Regions from separate parts of the Zea mays genome. Here regions 2 and 3 are each linked to region 1. A link is a contact called in public ChIA-PET and Hi-C data. All regions are on one chromosome and are shown on one strand. Each heading gives the region's core, a stretch centred on a gene start, on an enhancer-like site or on the middle of the called end of the contact. The rest is flanking DNA. Distances are from core to core; before and after follow the strand shown.

The links. Hi-C and Micro-C count contacts between places; a contact is called where the count stands out from the background. ChIA-PET counts read pairs in DNA pulled down with a chosen protein or histone mark.
Region 2: a contact with region 1 is called in a Hi-C map of endosperm, with 3 times the contacts expected there. The contact joins the promoter of LOC100383575 here to the promoter of LOC107604628 in region 1. A contact is called at or near these places in 5 of 25 Hi-C or Micro-C datasets (bundle sheath, ear, endosperm and 1 more).
Region 3: an H3K4me3 ChIA-PET map of seedling shows a contact between it and region 1, with 8 times the contacts expected there. The contact joins the promoter of LOC103650711 here to the promoter of LOC107604628 in region 1. A contact is called at or near these places in 20 of 25 Hi-C or Micro-C datasets (bundle sheath, ear, endosperm and 4 more) and 3 of 3 datasets of contacts at active chromatin or transcription factors (leaf, seedling and shoot).

Annotation. Positions count from the first base shown.
Region 1 is chr3:149,204,775-149,209,876 of Zm-B73-REFERENCE-NAM-5.0, forward strand. It overlaps LOC107604628, which reads right to left and starts at 2,997. Exons shown (of 5, transcript NM_001323548.1): 1 at 2,445-2,997; 2 at 2,135-2,294; 3 at 963-1,116. The coding sequence starts at 2,651.
Region 2 is chr3:148,808,660-148,813,761 of Zm-B73-REFERENCE-NAM-5.0, forward strand. LOC100383575 reads left to right here and starts at 2,019. Exons shown (of 13, transcript NM_001176223.1): 1 at 2,019-2,266; 2 at 2,352-2,503; 3 at 2,881-2,972; 4 at 3,103-3,216; 5 at 3,676-4,006; 6 at 4,845-5,024. The coding sequence starts at 2,116.
Region 3 is chr3:148,925,012-148,930,113 of Zm-B73-REFERENCE-NAM-5.0, forward strand. It overlaps LOC103650711, which reads right to left and starts at 2,296. Exons shown (of 12, transcript NM_001324272.1): 1 at 2,021-2,296; 2 at 455-565. The coding sequence starts at 2,199.

The sequences.
Region 1 (5,102 bases), core at 1,747-4,246:
GATGAGGTAGGTGCTCACGCTGGCTGTAAAGATCTTTTCTAGTCTAGTAAGTACTTTTTAGTTCATCCATATAGAAGTTAGTTGCTCATTGTTAATGTATAGTTTACTTGTTTCTCTCATAAAACTTTTTATTGTAAACTAGCAGCTATAAGATTATAGTCCGAATCTCTCCCTTCCCCGCGGGGATAAATCCCCGTCGGGATTCCCGTCAGCGCTTAAATTATAATTAGTACGTACTTCATATGTTATTAATGAAATACACATTGTCAGATGTAAAAACTCATTATATGTATATCAAAATAAACACATTTGCACAGTAAATGATCTGGTATAGCAATAGTATATTGGATACTACTGGTGTAGCAACTAGCAAGCACATAACATATTGTGCATATATATATATATATATATATATATATATATATATATATATATATATATATATATATATATATATATATATATATATATATATACCTCGCTGTACGTAGTAAAATCCATTATTGTAGTCTGTAGAGAGTGTGCACGACAAACGACCTCGCTGTCGCTGTAGTAGCGAGCGCTGCACGCATGCAGGAGCTAGCTATAGCTGTGTGGCCCATGGGACACATGCATGAAGACGAGAGGCACATGCGTGGGTGATGGACGGTGCAGTGGCTGGCCCCTTCCTACAATTAACGACCGAGCAGAGAGGCTGGCCGGCATGCATGCCAGCAGCAGAGAGGCCGGCCGGCGCTGCCTTTAACCGAAACCCATGTCTTTACAGCTAGAGCGCAGCAGTGCAGATCGGGGACGGGGAGAGGGAGACAAAGAGATGCATGGATCGATCGATCTCGACTGGCCGGCCGGCCGGCCGGCATCATGCATGCATCAGAAGCTAGCGACTGTGATGGCCGGCCGGTGGCCAATGCATGCAGTGTGCATGGCTAGCTAGATGATACAATACAAGTAGTACGACTCACCCGGCTGCGGCATAGACACTGTCGTACGTAGGGATCCCTTGCTGGATGCCATGATCGGCCGCCGGCACGAAGCTCATCAGGCTGGCACCACCACCAGCTGTCTGAAAGGACTTCATTGTTGCCCGCATGCTGCTGCCTCCCCCGTAAACATGGGCTGCCGCATGCGTATATCCATATCCATATCCATATATGCAAAGGAACACACACACAGTCGTTACATCATTGATTAACTAATTATTATTGGAGAATTTGATTTGCAAAAGAAGTCGTAAAAACACAACTGACGATCAACTGGACGTACAAGGGCATCAAAGCACACGTACTGACGATCCAGTGCGGCTGCAGCTGCATGCAGCAGGATTGGAAGAAGCAATAGCTAGCAATGCAACATTAAATTGACCAAGGTAATTAAGCCGCTAGCTAGGCTGGAAACAGGAAGGAACACAGCCCCCAAGAATAACTAACCACAGGCTTGCTTTTAGCGCTTTGCAGAAAGCTGGGGGGTCATGCAGCTTTTTTTTTCATCTTGCATTGGGGAAATACTGTCGGGCTTGCTTTTTCTTTGATTTGACCCTTTTATTTTACACATGTATGTGTGCGTAGTAGCATCTTGCTTGTCCTTAGTAGTGCAAGATACATACATGCATATATGCAATGCAACATTAAATTGACCTTGCAAATATATGTTAGTGACATATATATGTGTATATTACTAGTTAGTTAGTTATATATATCCAGTTGATTCTAAACAAGAAAAGGCATCAATCATCGTGCATGCATTCCCTGCTTCCGGCAATATCTGATTCGATCCTAAAAGTGCTGCACTACTAATGCAATTAGCAGCTATATAAAAAAAACAAAGCTTTTATATACACATAAACATCAGCATGAAATGATGCAAAGCCAAAAAAAGAAGCCTTTGAACAAAGCTTTATACGTACATGATGCATGCATATATATATGCATCAGTTAAGTCCCTATTATATTAATTAATGAGCAAGGAGTCGTCGACAGTATATATACATGCATCATATCCGATCCGGCATGAGTTTAATTTGTTGATGAGCCGATTTATTATTAATTACTAGTGTCTTAGTTCGTTAAAAATTAAAGGAGCTATTATTGAAGATCGACAGAACAATATGTACAGTTATTATACACATATATATTACCAGCATATGGTTGAAGATACTGCGGCAGCATCGTCGTCAGTGCTCTCTTGGACTTGTTGACGCCGAGATAGGCAAGGTTGCAGTTGGCCCTCCGTCCATCAATCACCGGGTACGGATCGATGCAGGCTCTAAGGGCCGCCTCCGGCTCACGGAAAGTCACCTGCGACGATCGATTCATATATGCAAAGCTTAATTATAACGAACGACCATGCATGATGCATCACAAACACAAATCCGTATGCAGATGTGTGATGGTTGTGAATGAAGAAGAGATCACGAAGAAAAGTGGGAAGGGTTTGGGAACACTCACAAATCCGTATCCCTTGGATCTGCCGGTGTTCTTGTCGGTGATGACGACGGCCTCAAGTATGTCGCCGAACTGCTGGAAGTAGGCCCGCATGCCGTCCTTGTGCGTCTCCCACGCGAGGCCCCCCACGAACACCTTGGTCAACGTCGTGTCGCCGAACTGCCCCGCACCGCCGCCGCCGGACATCATCGCCGTCGCCTGATGAGACATATATATATCTTTGTATGTATCCAACAACAAGTACGTCGTACTGATGAGACAGATCTCTTCCTCTTCCACTTCCTCTTCTTCTTCTTCTGTTGCACCCCCTAGCTAGCTCCGTCGTCCTTTGATCGATCTCTCGCAGTATCCACACTGTCCACCAACCGATAAACGAGAGGACTACGACGACTAAGGGAGTTTGTGTTTATGGGGCAGGCAGGGATCAGAACAGAAAGGCGAGGTCTGATCTCAAGGCTTGATATGCAAGGGAGAGAAAAGGTTACCTCCTCTCTCCTTCCAATCCAAGCACCAACCCTAGCTACAGCTGCCGCCCGATCCTCTCTAGCTTGCAGAGAAAAAGGGGATAGGAACTAGAGAGAGACAGAGAGAGAGAGAGAGAGAAGATAAAGTTGGCTGCAGCCTGTAGGTAAAGAGGAAAAGAAAGAAAGAAAAAGGAAGAGGAGAGAAGGTAGGACCTGGCACCGTTATATAGCTAGACTAGTCTCTACGCCACATCTGCTGCTTGGGTTCTTCCTTGAAGAAAATTGTAGGCTCCACAAAAGTACTGCTATTAGAGGATCAGCTGCTATGTGTAAACAGTATGTTTCATACATACTATCATACATTATTTGTATCTGCATTCAATCGAGAAAGCTAGCAAAAAAAATAAATATAGGAACAATTCTCTATATGTCACTGCAATTTTACCCATTACAATATCTACCATCGTAAAGGGCTGTTTGGTTCTCACCTCCTAAACTTTAGAGTTTAGAAGGGTGACTAATGGTGTGTTTGGTTTGTGGAGTCACTATATGCTTAATGAAGTGATGTATCATAAGTTCATTCCATCAATTTTGGTAGAATCAACCTATTCCTCATGTATATACTAATTATTAGCTTATGAGAATTGAGGTACGGTGGTGATAGATCAACTCATTCTATTCCACAAATCAAATAAAAAAGTGAGGAGTGAGAAGAAGATGGATCACTTCAATCCTTAAACCAAACACCCTCTAAAGGAACCAAACACCCCCCTAAATATCGTAATCCCTTCTTTATTTGATACTTAAAATTTCTTACCCTTCCTTAATTTCATGCTACCGTCGTCAGAAGGGAGATTATTGACATGCGAAACCAGTAGCAGATTTTACAGAGATCCATGATGAACGAAACACATCTTTGTAACAACAATGAGTTTGCCAATATATATACCTGTGTGTGTGGATATGAAGCAAGAACGACGACAGCTGGGAATAAGATGCACTGCACGCCAACGCCCCAACCTGTAGTAGTAATACGATAGATGGGACGACAGCTGGTCGAGTTCTTTTGCTAACTTTGTTGCCCTGTACGATCGAGCGACGATATTATTGCTGATGATCATTATTATCTCTGATAGCCAGTTATGAAAATGACACCACCACCAGAGAAAAGGCGTACCGACAGCAACCAACGACAAATAACCCCACACCAGAGATATCGAGAGAAGAAGAGGAGATCGCGCGCGAATTATGTGAATCTTGTCACAGAAAGGTGATATTGCTGAGTGGGAGACCACCACGCACCAGTGCAGCATGGATCTTCCTTGAGATGATTAACAAGAACTTATCTAGATCTTAATTAGCATGCACGATCGATGATATGTATGTTTAAGTACCGCTCTAGCTACTCAGCAGTTGACCTACCTCGTGAATTAATGAAGTAGTGGAAGAACACATTCTATGGTTGCCTAATAACTGGCTATATTATATGTTTTGTATTGTAGATCAGCCTGTATGCTAGCTAGTGTCAGCTATTATGATGTACAGCTCGATCTGGTGGTCACCACAACACACACGTCATATATACAGCTAAGAATGTTATTGTTGTGCATGAATTATTTTTGTTAGGAAGCATCACAGATTGGAAAGGAGCTAGCAATATAGCCCCCCCCCCCTGAAATGAAATGCAGGATTGGTAAAATGTACGAACAAAAGAAAAGAAACGTAGGAATAGAGGTATATAATTATGACAACTACAACTAATCCTACCGGAATTAATTAAAAATACAGGGAAAATATCAAATAGAGTATTTGGATGCAGCATATAAAGAACAAAGGAATTAGAGGAGAGAGATAGGCACGAAGGAAAGTTTTCAAGAGGTTGGACCTATTGTTAGAAATAATCCTCCAAAATCTTACTACAATGAGCAAGGATTTTAAAGGAACTCAATCCTTTTGTTTCAAAGAGCTATATAGGAAAATTTGCTATACGATTCCAATCCTCTACTTTTCCTTTGTTAAAAAGGGGGCCATATATATATGCAAACTGTTGTTGAAAACTGCTTCGTGTTGACTTGTGTGAGTTTTGGTTCCAGTATGTATATGATTCCTTTTAGGATGTGCTACAGTGGTCGTCTATATATATACTGTATACGAATGCAAGTTGGTGGTTCGTGTTTCGTAGCTCGTACCTGCAAAA
Region 2 (5,102 bases), core at 769-3,268, 400 kb before region 1:
CCGTTGCTCCGCTGGCACACCGGACAGTCCGGTGCACACCGGACAGTCCGGTGAATTTTAGCGGAGCAGTCTTCGTGAAATCCCGAGGCTGCCGAGTTCCTGAGGCCGCGTTCCGTTGGAGCACCGGACACTGTCCGGTGTACACCGGACAGTCCGGTGAATTATAGCGCGCCGGCCCCAGACTTTCCCGAAAGGGGCGAGTTTGAGTCTGCGTTTCCTGGTGCACCGGACAGGTACTGTTTACTGTCCGGTGGCACACCGGACAGTCCGGTGCGCCAGACCAGGGGTGCCTTCGGTTGCCCCTTTGCTCCTTTTATCTTGACTCTTGTCTTGTTCTTTTTATTGGTTTTATGTTGAATCTTAGGCACCTGTAGAACATATGATCTAGAGCAAACTAATTAGTCCAATTGTTTGTGTTGGACATTCAATCACCAAAATCATTTAGGAAAAGGTTTAAAGCCTATTTCCCTTTCACCTACACGCAGCACGAAACCCTTCTATACAAGGCTCAAGTGCACAGAAAAATCTATGGAAGTACACCTTTTCATCTACAACTTGGGTGTCTATCTCCACCACACTATTAGGGGCTTTTATCAAAATTTCTTCCTTCCACCTATACAACATACTGAAACTATCATCCCAATTGCCATATATCTCTTTTAAAGCTTCCTGCATTCCTTTCCAAGTCACATCATAACTGACCCTATAGTTGTAAGTGTCTTGTAACCTCTTTTGCAAAGCCTTCTGAGCTACCCAAGCTTGATTGGCATTCCCATAACTTATCCGGCTGCTTGAAGCACATTTATGCTAATTCACTAAGACAACAACCTTCAAAACAAAATAACGATGTAAGTAACACCAACTTATGTGAACTAAATTATACAATTGGAGAGAAACAGAAGAAAAGGTTAGTACCATAACACTAGAATCCGGTCTTGTAGAACCATTCAGTTTCCAAGGGCATGTGCAATCATTCCCTTTGCAGTACACTCTATATCTATTTCTATCCGACTTTGTTATTCCAAGCTCAAACTCCTCATTTATAGCATATTGCCTCACAGCTAGTCTAAACTCTTTCATCGATGGATATAGAGTACCCAACTTCAGATCAGGGTGATCATCATCGTGCAATATGTTGACCATTTCTGCATTTTCATCATCAACTGGCATGGCAGCATCTAGATCACTTGGATCAAAACTATTACTTTCCGATTTAAAATGAGATGCAAAGTTACTTGGTTCTAGGTGGGTTCGATTCATCTCCTCATCCTCATCTCCAAGTCCCAAGAACACATACATCTCATCCTCATCACAGATTCTAAACATATCACCCTGATCCCCATTATCCTTATTTTCAGCATTCTCAATAATAAAGCTACTTCAGTCAATAGACATGGTGTCATCATCATTACCATCCATGATGCGAACACGCAATTATCACCACCTATTTCTAGTGTTAGCACAAATTATTACACATAATGATGAAACAGATGCTGCAAAATAAGGTGCTGCCACAAGAGCTGCGACAGAGGGGAGGGGATATGTTACCTGCAGAAGGAAGTGGCGCGACAGGATATCACAGGCTTGGACGACCCCCTATTTCCACCAGCTCGACGCCGGCTCACATCCGTCTGTGTAGGAAGAGAAAAGGTTACAGAGTGTAGGGAAAGGGCAAGAGAAAGGATACAGAGGGAAATGGGAAGATCACCTGAAAAGGGAAGAAGGTCGTCGTCAACGTCGCCGATGTGCCGCAGCGAAGAAAGGGTTCGCCGTTGAGTGTGGCCGCGTCGTCCAGAGAAAAGAGGCAGAGAAGAGAAGAAAGGAAATGGAGAGATGAGACGGGAGGAGACGGCGTTGCGTTCAGGCGTAAGAGCAAAAGCGGCACATAAAGACACGGGCCTACCTGCCAGAAACACCAAAAGCCTTCCTGATCCGTTTTGAAGAGCAACCATGTTTGAGTAACCCGCCGGCCTCCCAACAGTGTATTTTGAAGAACGACGACTAGAGTGACCTGTTTTGACAAATTTCTCGGCTGGGCGTGGGCGGGTTTCTGATGTTGGGTTGGGAAGAGAAGAGATAGCTCGTCCTCAGCATCCGCCTTCCTCCTCGGCGGCCATGCTGCTCCGCCTCCGCCCGCCGCGGCACCCGTCCACCGCGGCGGCCACAACCCTCTCTTCCTTCCTCCCCTCCACTTCCTTCCGCCGACTCATCCCCTTGCCGCGCTGGCGCCCCCCTCCGCGCCGCCGCCTCTCCGCCGCCGCCAAGGGTAAAGCTCTTTTTCACAGCTTTGACTGATGCTGGCGAGAAACGGAGAAGAGGTGCTTACTGCCAAATTTCTTCTGTGGTGCTAGATTCGATCGGCCGGTTGGATCCGCGCCAGGAGCGGTACGACGTCATTGTGGTCGGAGGCGGCCATGCCGGATGCGAGGCCGCCCTTGCTTCGGCTCGCCTCGGCGCGCGCACCCTGCTTCTTACGCTCAACATTGACCGGATTGCGTGGCAGGTCTGCGCTGAGCTAACTTTGCCCCGATGGTAGATATTCTAGTCAAGTTCATGACTGAAATTACTTGAACATTGACTCCTGATGCCACATAATAAAAATCATGTCCCTTATATGAAGAATCGATCCATCAAACCCTGCAGTGTAGAAATTTAGCAATGTGAAATCTCACCTGTGATAGCATTTTTGTAGGGCACAGATTCTGTTCCAAGGTATGAATGGACAATAGAAACTGAAGAGATGGTTTTTGATTATTATGTTGCATATCTTAGTATGCTATAGCCTATAACTATAAGGAAACATTCTTTGTCAATGAATTCCATTTAAATTTTAGTATTAGAAGTGTGGTTCTGCTTCAACTCATCTTCTGCCCTACCCAGCCTTGTAACCCTGCTGTTGGTGGCCCTGCGAAGTCTCAACTTGTCCATGAGGTAGATGCCCTTGGTGGTGAAATTGGAAAAATTACTGATAGGTACGAGTTCAAACGTCTTGTTGTCTGGAGAATGAGTTTCTCTGAGTGCAAATGGCTGAGAGTCCAGATTTTGATTGCTAGTTAATCAACAAAGATATCTTAGCATACTGATTGCATCTTCTTCTGATAGGTGCTACTTGCAAAAGCGTGTACTGAACAGCTCAAAAGGCCCTGCTGTACGTGCACTGCGTGCTCAGACTGATAAGAGAGAGTATGCAATAGAGATGAAGAACAGTGTGGAAAGGTCAGTGTATACTAAGTTGCTAACTTTACTTGGATTTGTAATCTTGTCTGGCGCCTCCATAAGTGGTTAGTGCTACATAATTTCTGAATATGTTTCGTTTAGCTGACCTCATTTAAGTTATGTTAATTTGATCATCATTTCAGAGCTTCTTAGGTTGTACTCACAAAATTGTGATCTTTGGTTTAAACTATATCAAACATGACACCTTCTCAAAATTTGGCACCAGATATTGTTGTTACTGTATTAAGACCATGGTTCTGCATGACTAGTCTTAAGTTCTCAATGTAGTAAAAAACACTCAAGGTAGATGTAAATATTTTAATCTTCTGACATAAGAGTTTAGCATTTTTTTCTGCTTGCCAACTTTTGTCATGCTTTGCTGATATTTCTTATCGTTGATCGCATGTATTGTGATAGATTTCACATTGCTTATTGACTATTTTGTGTATTATGCTTCAGCACAGAAAACCTTTTCATTAGAGAAGCAATGGCTACAGAGGTTTTAATTGGAAAAAATGACAGCATTGAGGGTGTTCGCACTTTCTTCGGCATGGACTTTTATGCACCATCTGTTGTACTTACCACCGGAACATTCATGAGTGGTAAGATTTGGGTTGGTAGGACATCAATGCCTGCTGGGCGAGCTGGAGAGTCAGCTTCTCATGGACTAACTGAAAACTTGCAGTTTCTGGGTTTTGAAACTGACCGCTTGAAAACCGGTACACCACCACGAATTGATCGCAGAACAGTTGATTTTTCTGGATTGGAACCCCAGCATGGTGATGAAGAGGTATATAGTACAGAACAGAATTTTCCCACTTATATTGAGAAATGCATATTCAATAATGCAATAGCTTTTCATTACTGTCTTTTCTATTCATTTTGATTTGCATTGTATAATGCATGTCAAAGCAAAGAACAAGATAAGTACTTTCAAATTAAATGCTGCAATTCTGTATCAAGTATTCCCTCTAGTTCTGTAGTTCTTGTCGCCCAAAATATAACTTTGACTATGTTTTATTATTACAGCATATACAACAAAATAGCAAATATGTCAGTTTCTTAAAGTACTTTGCAAGACTAATCTGTATATGTTGTCTTAGTATCTTCAAATTCAAACTAAATATTTGAAAATTTATTGATAGCCGAAGCTCTAAAATTTTGACCTCTAACATTGTCCAAACTGACAATAATTGTGGAGGCGGAGGGAGCAGCTAGATATAGCAGCATCGTGCTTTTGAAATGGTCCAGTTATAGTGGTTTCTCTCTAATTGGTTTCTGTAGTTTATAAATCTTATAAGAAATTATGCCATGAAGAGTGTTCCTTGCATGTGTAAGATCAAAAGAAGCCTTGAATTAAGTACACTGGCAAACTTACAGAGAATAATCAATATGAGTTCACTAGCTGTTCCCACCATTTCGACTACACGGAGGTGTATTCTCCCACAGGAGTTTTATGACATTTCCTGCATCTAGTATATGCTGTAAACCTTGCAGGTCCATATGGTAAAGGAAATCAGTTGCATTTTTAGAATGTAGGGCTTGTCAGGATGGTTAAGCTTGAAGTTCAAGTTACTTTTGTGTTACACATTTTTGGGGGGATAAAAGGATGGTTCCTCTTGAAACAGGTAGGTTGGTTTAGTTTTGATCCTGAATTTCACGTCGAGAGAGAACAGATGTGCTGCTATCTAACACGAACTACAAAAGAGACGCACCAAATTGTTATCGACAACTTAGATGAAACACCAACTTATGGTGGTTGGGTTGAAGCGAAGGGACCAAGATACTGCCCGTCAATTGAAGACAAGGTAATGTATAATGGACCTTGTTGGTTTGTTACATGGCAAACTTCTTTTATTTTGATTATTGGATTGCCAACAGAACTT
Region 3 (5,102 bases), core at 1,046-3,545, 280 kb before region 1:
TGAAATCTCTGAAAATAACAGAAATTGCTCAGCAGCAGGTTATGTTACATGATAGAAAATTTCCCAGAAATATATAGTGCAAAAGAAGTCGATAAGCTTATGAACAGTAATCAGCAACATCACAGGTGCAAAGAAAATTATCAGATGCTGCTATGATATTTTCTTACTAACGTGAGGAGCTGTAGCACCCAGCATAATAAGAACTTTGAAGATCCTTTGTATTGTTAGCACATATACAGCATCCTATTTGACAAACTACAATTCACTTCATATATACAAGATAAAACCCATATACAGCATCCTATTTGACAAAATACAGTTTACTTCACATATAGAAGATGAAAATGATAGTCAAATAAAAAGTGAAACAGCATGCTTAAATATATATAATTAACAAAAAACATAGCCAGAGAATTAAAGTAACATATGCAGTTATATGAAAACCTGTATATACCTAGGGGGTGAAGCCTTTTTAAGTGGTGGTGATGGCGAACGGACTTTCTTTGAAGGTGAACCCTTTTTAGGGGGCGGTGAAGGTGATCGCCCTTTCCGTGCTCCAGGCGAACTGGGCAGACAATAGTATCCATAAGTAAATGCACCCGATATAAAGAGAACCAGCATAAGAAACATTACAGTTCATGAGAAAAATACCAAACAACCATGTTCAAGCAGAATGTACGCCATGTAACTGTTTGACTTCATATATGAGAAAAGTTTAAATTGCCATGAGCCCATGACAGCAATAAAAATATGTTAACAGGGAGAAGCAAAAGCATGTGGCAGGATGGATTCTGTTGGGGGTATGCTTCGTAGCCGAAGATCCTAAAAAGAACACCTTCGAAAGGTCTTCTCAGAAGCAAGCGCCGAAGCTATTATCTATGAAGCTTCGGCACAAAGACAAATCTCAAGATGAAGGATCGAACCGACTTAAAGATGAATTGACTTAAAGACCCATAATGTTTTGTGTCATTATTGTAGTCGATTGTAAAGGATATAAATGTAATTTTGCGCAGGTTGCATCCTGTGCCTATAAATAGGTGAACAGTATCCCGGTACTGTTCACGCGATCCTGTAATCACGGACACGTTACGCCCGGATTATTGTTTTCTGTCAAGACGAATGTATAAATGTTCTTAAATATCATGTTTCAATACTTGTATATTCATATAATAAAACATGTGAGTATATTTTGTGTTTTATATTTCATTTCTCATTGTTGTCTTAAAAACATGATCACGAAGGTGAAACCTTCGTGATACTCTACTCATGACCTTCGTCCGAAGCTCATTAAATCCTTGGGGAGATAATGCTTCAGCGGACGAAGGGCATTTATACTTAACATTTTTGTGTTGCCTTGTTCTTAATTCGAAGCATTTGAGAACAAGTCCCCAACAGATTCAATCAATAAAATGGTATCAACAAATTGATTTGGGTTGCAAATGCTGGCCAGCACAGGCCTGTGCTATTATAGGAACTGCAAAAGGCACGGCTAAATAATAAGCCTACGGCAGAGAAATGGAACCAATCAAAGGTGTCCATCTGAATTCTGAATGCAGGGTCATATATTTAACTTATGTTTCCAGCCTATCACAAGCAAAACTGAAAAAACTGAATTCAGCGTTAGAAAAAACTGTTACCAGACTCTGGCTCTGTTCACTGCTGAATGACAGCATCAATTCTGTTGAGTGCCACAAGGTATAACTGTAACTGTATTCAACAGAAGTAGTTTGAACACGCAAGCCACGATTGTGGAAGTGTAAAATTATCTGAATCAAGCAGCCCCGTTCTAGATACTCCAGTTGCAGCCACCTCAAGGCTTAAGATGAGGTTACAGATGGCACTAGGGTTTGACAAAGTGACACACAAATATGTAAATAAATCGTAAACGTTGAAGACGGGGATAACTCGCTACCCGGACAAACAACTAAACACACATGAAAAAACATCCGAACAAATGCAAGAGAACCTAACAGATTAGCCTAGAATCAGTGGATCTATACCGTATAGGGTCGAGCCTCACCTGCGCTTAGCCTGAGGAGGGGAGCGGCTCCGGGACTGGGAGGACGACGACGAGAAGGAGCGGGAGCGCGACCGGGAGCGGGACGAGACAGAGCCGGAGGAGACGGAGTGGGACAGCGAGCGGGAAGAAGATCCCGAGGAGGAGCGAGACGCGGAGCGGCCGCGCCGAGGCTTCGCCATCGTCCCCGGCGGCGGCCGGGCGAAAGTCGGCGAGCCTGTGGCGTTGAGCTAGGGTTTTGAGCGGGGTTGGGAGAAGGAAGAGATAGAGTGTATGGTTCCATCCACACTCCAACTCAACCCACCCGTGTCTGTGTGAAAAGAGCCCCGGCTGCTGTCCATGTCCACTCCTTTTTTCGGCCCAGTTGGCCCAATAGACCCCGCAAAAGGAGGCCGTGTTTGGATCTGATTTTTGGGGGCTTTTCATCTAAAATAAGTAGAAACAGTTCCAAACACCCAACTTTTTAGTGCATCTTCAATACATCCCTAAAATCATTGTCCTAATCCTTATTTTAGGGGAAATAATTCCACAGTAATGTATGTAGCATTCCTAAACTTTCGCAGGTGAAAATCATCGTGTGCACGGCGCAAACATTTGTTGCCGTCGAGCTCCCAATCGCACCGTTTTTCGTTTCCCACGTGGTTTTCACCAGCATTCAGTCGACTAGGGTGGCACACACTTTTGCGCCTGTCCATGGACAATATACAGCGAAAATGAACAGCAAAAAATATTAGAAAATGATATACAATGCCACACATCCTACAAGTCGTAACGTTGACATGAATGTGCAACACAACACGTCATCTTAGTCAAATTGTGCCCTCTACACCAAATTGTGCTCTAATTATTTGACATTCGATCTGGATGCAACAAATTAAGATTTTTTCACGTGCAATAAGTCATGATGATATAGTATTATGGGTCCTATTGAGTACGTTTTTGAGAATATATTGGGAGTTGTTGGAGTACTAACACTTTTTGGAATTAATAGATTTAGGGAGATCTTAATTCCCATGTAATGGGAGATTTATTTTTAGGATCTTTTGGAGATGCTCTTACGAGCTTATCCCAACATCAGCTTTTCCAAAATAACTAGCGAAACACATGAGCCAAACGCCACCACCGAGCGGCTCTCCGGCTTTTCGCCCGTGTGTGCCTCTTCTCTGTCAGGTCCGCATGTGACCGCCCCGACCACCAGTGCCACCCTTCCCCACCCATCGATAGTGCACCTCTTTGTCGCCTCCGGTGCCCCTCTCCTCGTCCCCGCCAACGAAGTTCACATCCTCCCCCATCATAGGCATCGCTCGCGAGCTTCTCTTATTATTGGCGTCGAGCACGAGTTCCCCATCGTCGCCACCGTGTGCGCCTCCCGCAAAGCCATCACCTGACACGCATCCTCCTTCCACTTGCATCGCGTCGAGGCAAGATCCTTCTTATCCTTGCTTTTGGGCCAGCCATGGATCCTGCTCTTCCCTCCGTTTCACTATTGGCAACGCGATAAACAACGAGCGAGAGGGAACATGAAAAGCTACAAAAGTACCAAACATCTGGGCTGGCTTTTTTCTAGCTTCTTCAGTAAGTGTTTTTTCTCAACAACCAAGTAAATGCTAGTTTATTAAAATAAGCTCTTAAAAATAAGTGGATCCAAACATACAAGTAGACTGAAAGAAGAGAATTAATGGGAATTGGTTCTGTACGGTGAAATTTGAAAATGATTCTTTGTGGTCCTCTTAAAAAATTGCTTTTATTTGGATAAACTATTTGTGTATTGTAATTCTATGCATGGAGTGAATTCAGAGAGAGAGAGTCAATTTTTAGCTCCTAATCCTATTTCATTTTAGTGAATCACTTCACATCATCAACGTAGAATCGGTTGGTAGAAAAAGAAAATTGTTTGGCAAAAGTCGATCCAACTTTGAAGACACTTTCCAAGATCCGTCAAAATCCCAAAGAGGCCCTAACATGTTTTAGAGCAGGGGTATATTTATGATGTGTTATAGAAAAACACCGTAGTAGAGAACTTTTGGAAGGATTTATCAGCTATCGTCTGAGACAATGAATAGTTGCTATAGTCATCATCATAGATGTCAATGAGTATATTGTTATTGTCCCTTTAGAAAACACATTTATAGATGACTCTACGACACCACGATATTAAAGGTTCCCTTCTACCAATGTATACTTCTTAGCCTAGTAAGAGATGTACTCCACAACTATATCATCATTAGGGAGGTTATTGTCATTTAAGTAGTCTAGGATCTTAGAGATCTATGCATCAAGTTCTATCTAAGCATTCCTAGCTAGGTCTATGGGCCCGGGCCGGGGTAGTCTAAGACATCATTTATGGTGGGCGAGGCGTTTGAATTCAACACTGTTGGGGCCACCAACGCTCATGTGTCAGTTGAGTCCTCGCGTAGGTAGATATAGTTAGTGGCATGTTTTGGGAGCCTTAACTCGTAGGTCCTCACAAGTTGAGGTACCTAAGTTGAAGAAACTGTGAACAGTTCACTGGACATCATGTTTTCTATCTTATAAGAATATATATGCACAATGTCGAATGAGAGATCCAACTACTTGGCTTCGATGGTGTTGGCCGCCGGCTGTTTGTTGTTACATGCAGAGCCTACAAACTTGATTGATCACCAGCTCGAAGTCACCTTGACTAACAACTAGGGAACTTCGAGAGGGATGATGATTTTTCAGGCCAATGGTGAGTGTCTCGTACTCGGCCATATTATTTGTGGTGGAAAAATAAAGGTATAATACATAGTAGATTTGTTCATTGGTTGGAGAAACCAGAAGAAACCATGTGTTAGCGTTGTCATGACGGCTAGACCCATCAAAGTTGAGCACCAACGGATCATCATTGAGAGGTGGTTCATAAACGATATGGGTAGAATCTGGATCTAAGTCTAAGTGACCTGAGGGGGTCCACTCTACCACAAAAAGTCTACGGGTGCCTAGCTCTTCACTATGGCGGGGACCAAAAATGGAGGTTGCAAAAATGGAGGTCAAACTCTGCTAGCTCTGCTGGCCACTTTTTTGTGTACTTGGTAGCATGGTGAATGTGTAGCACCACTCTCTG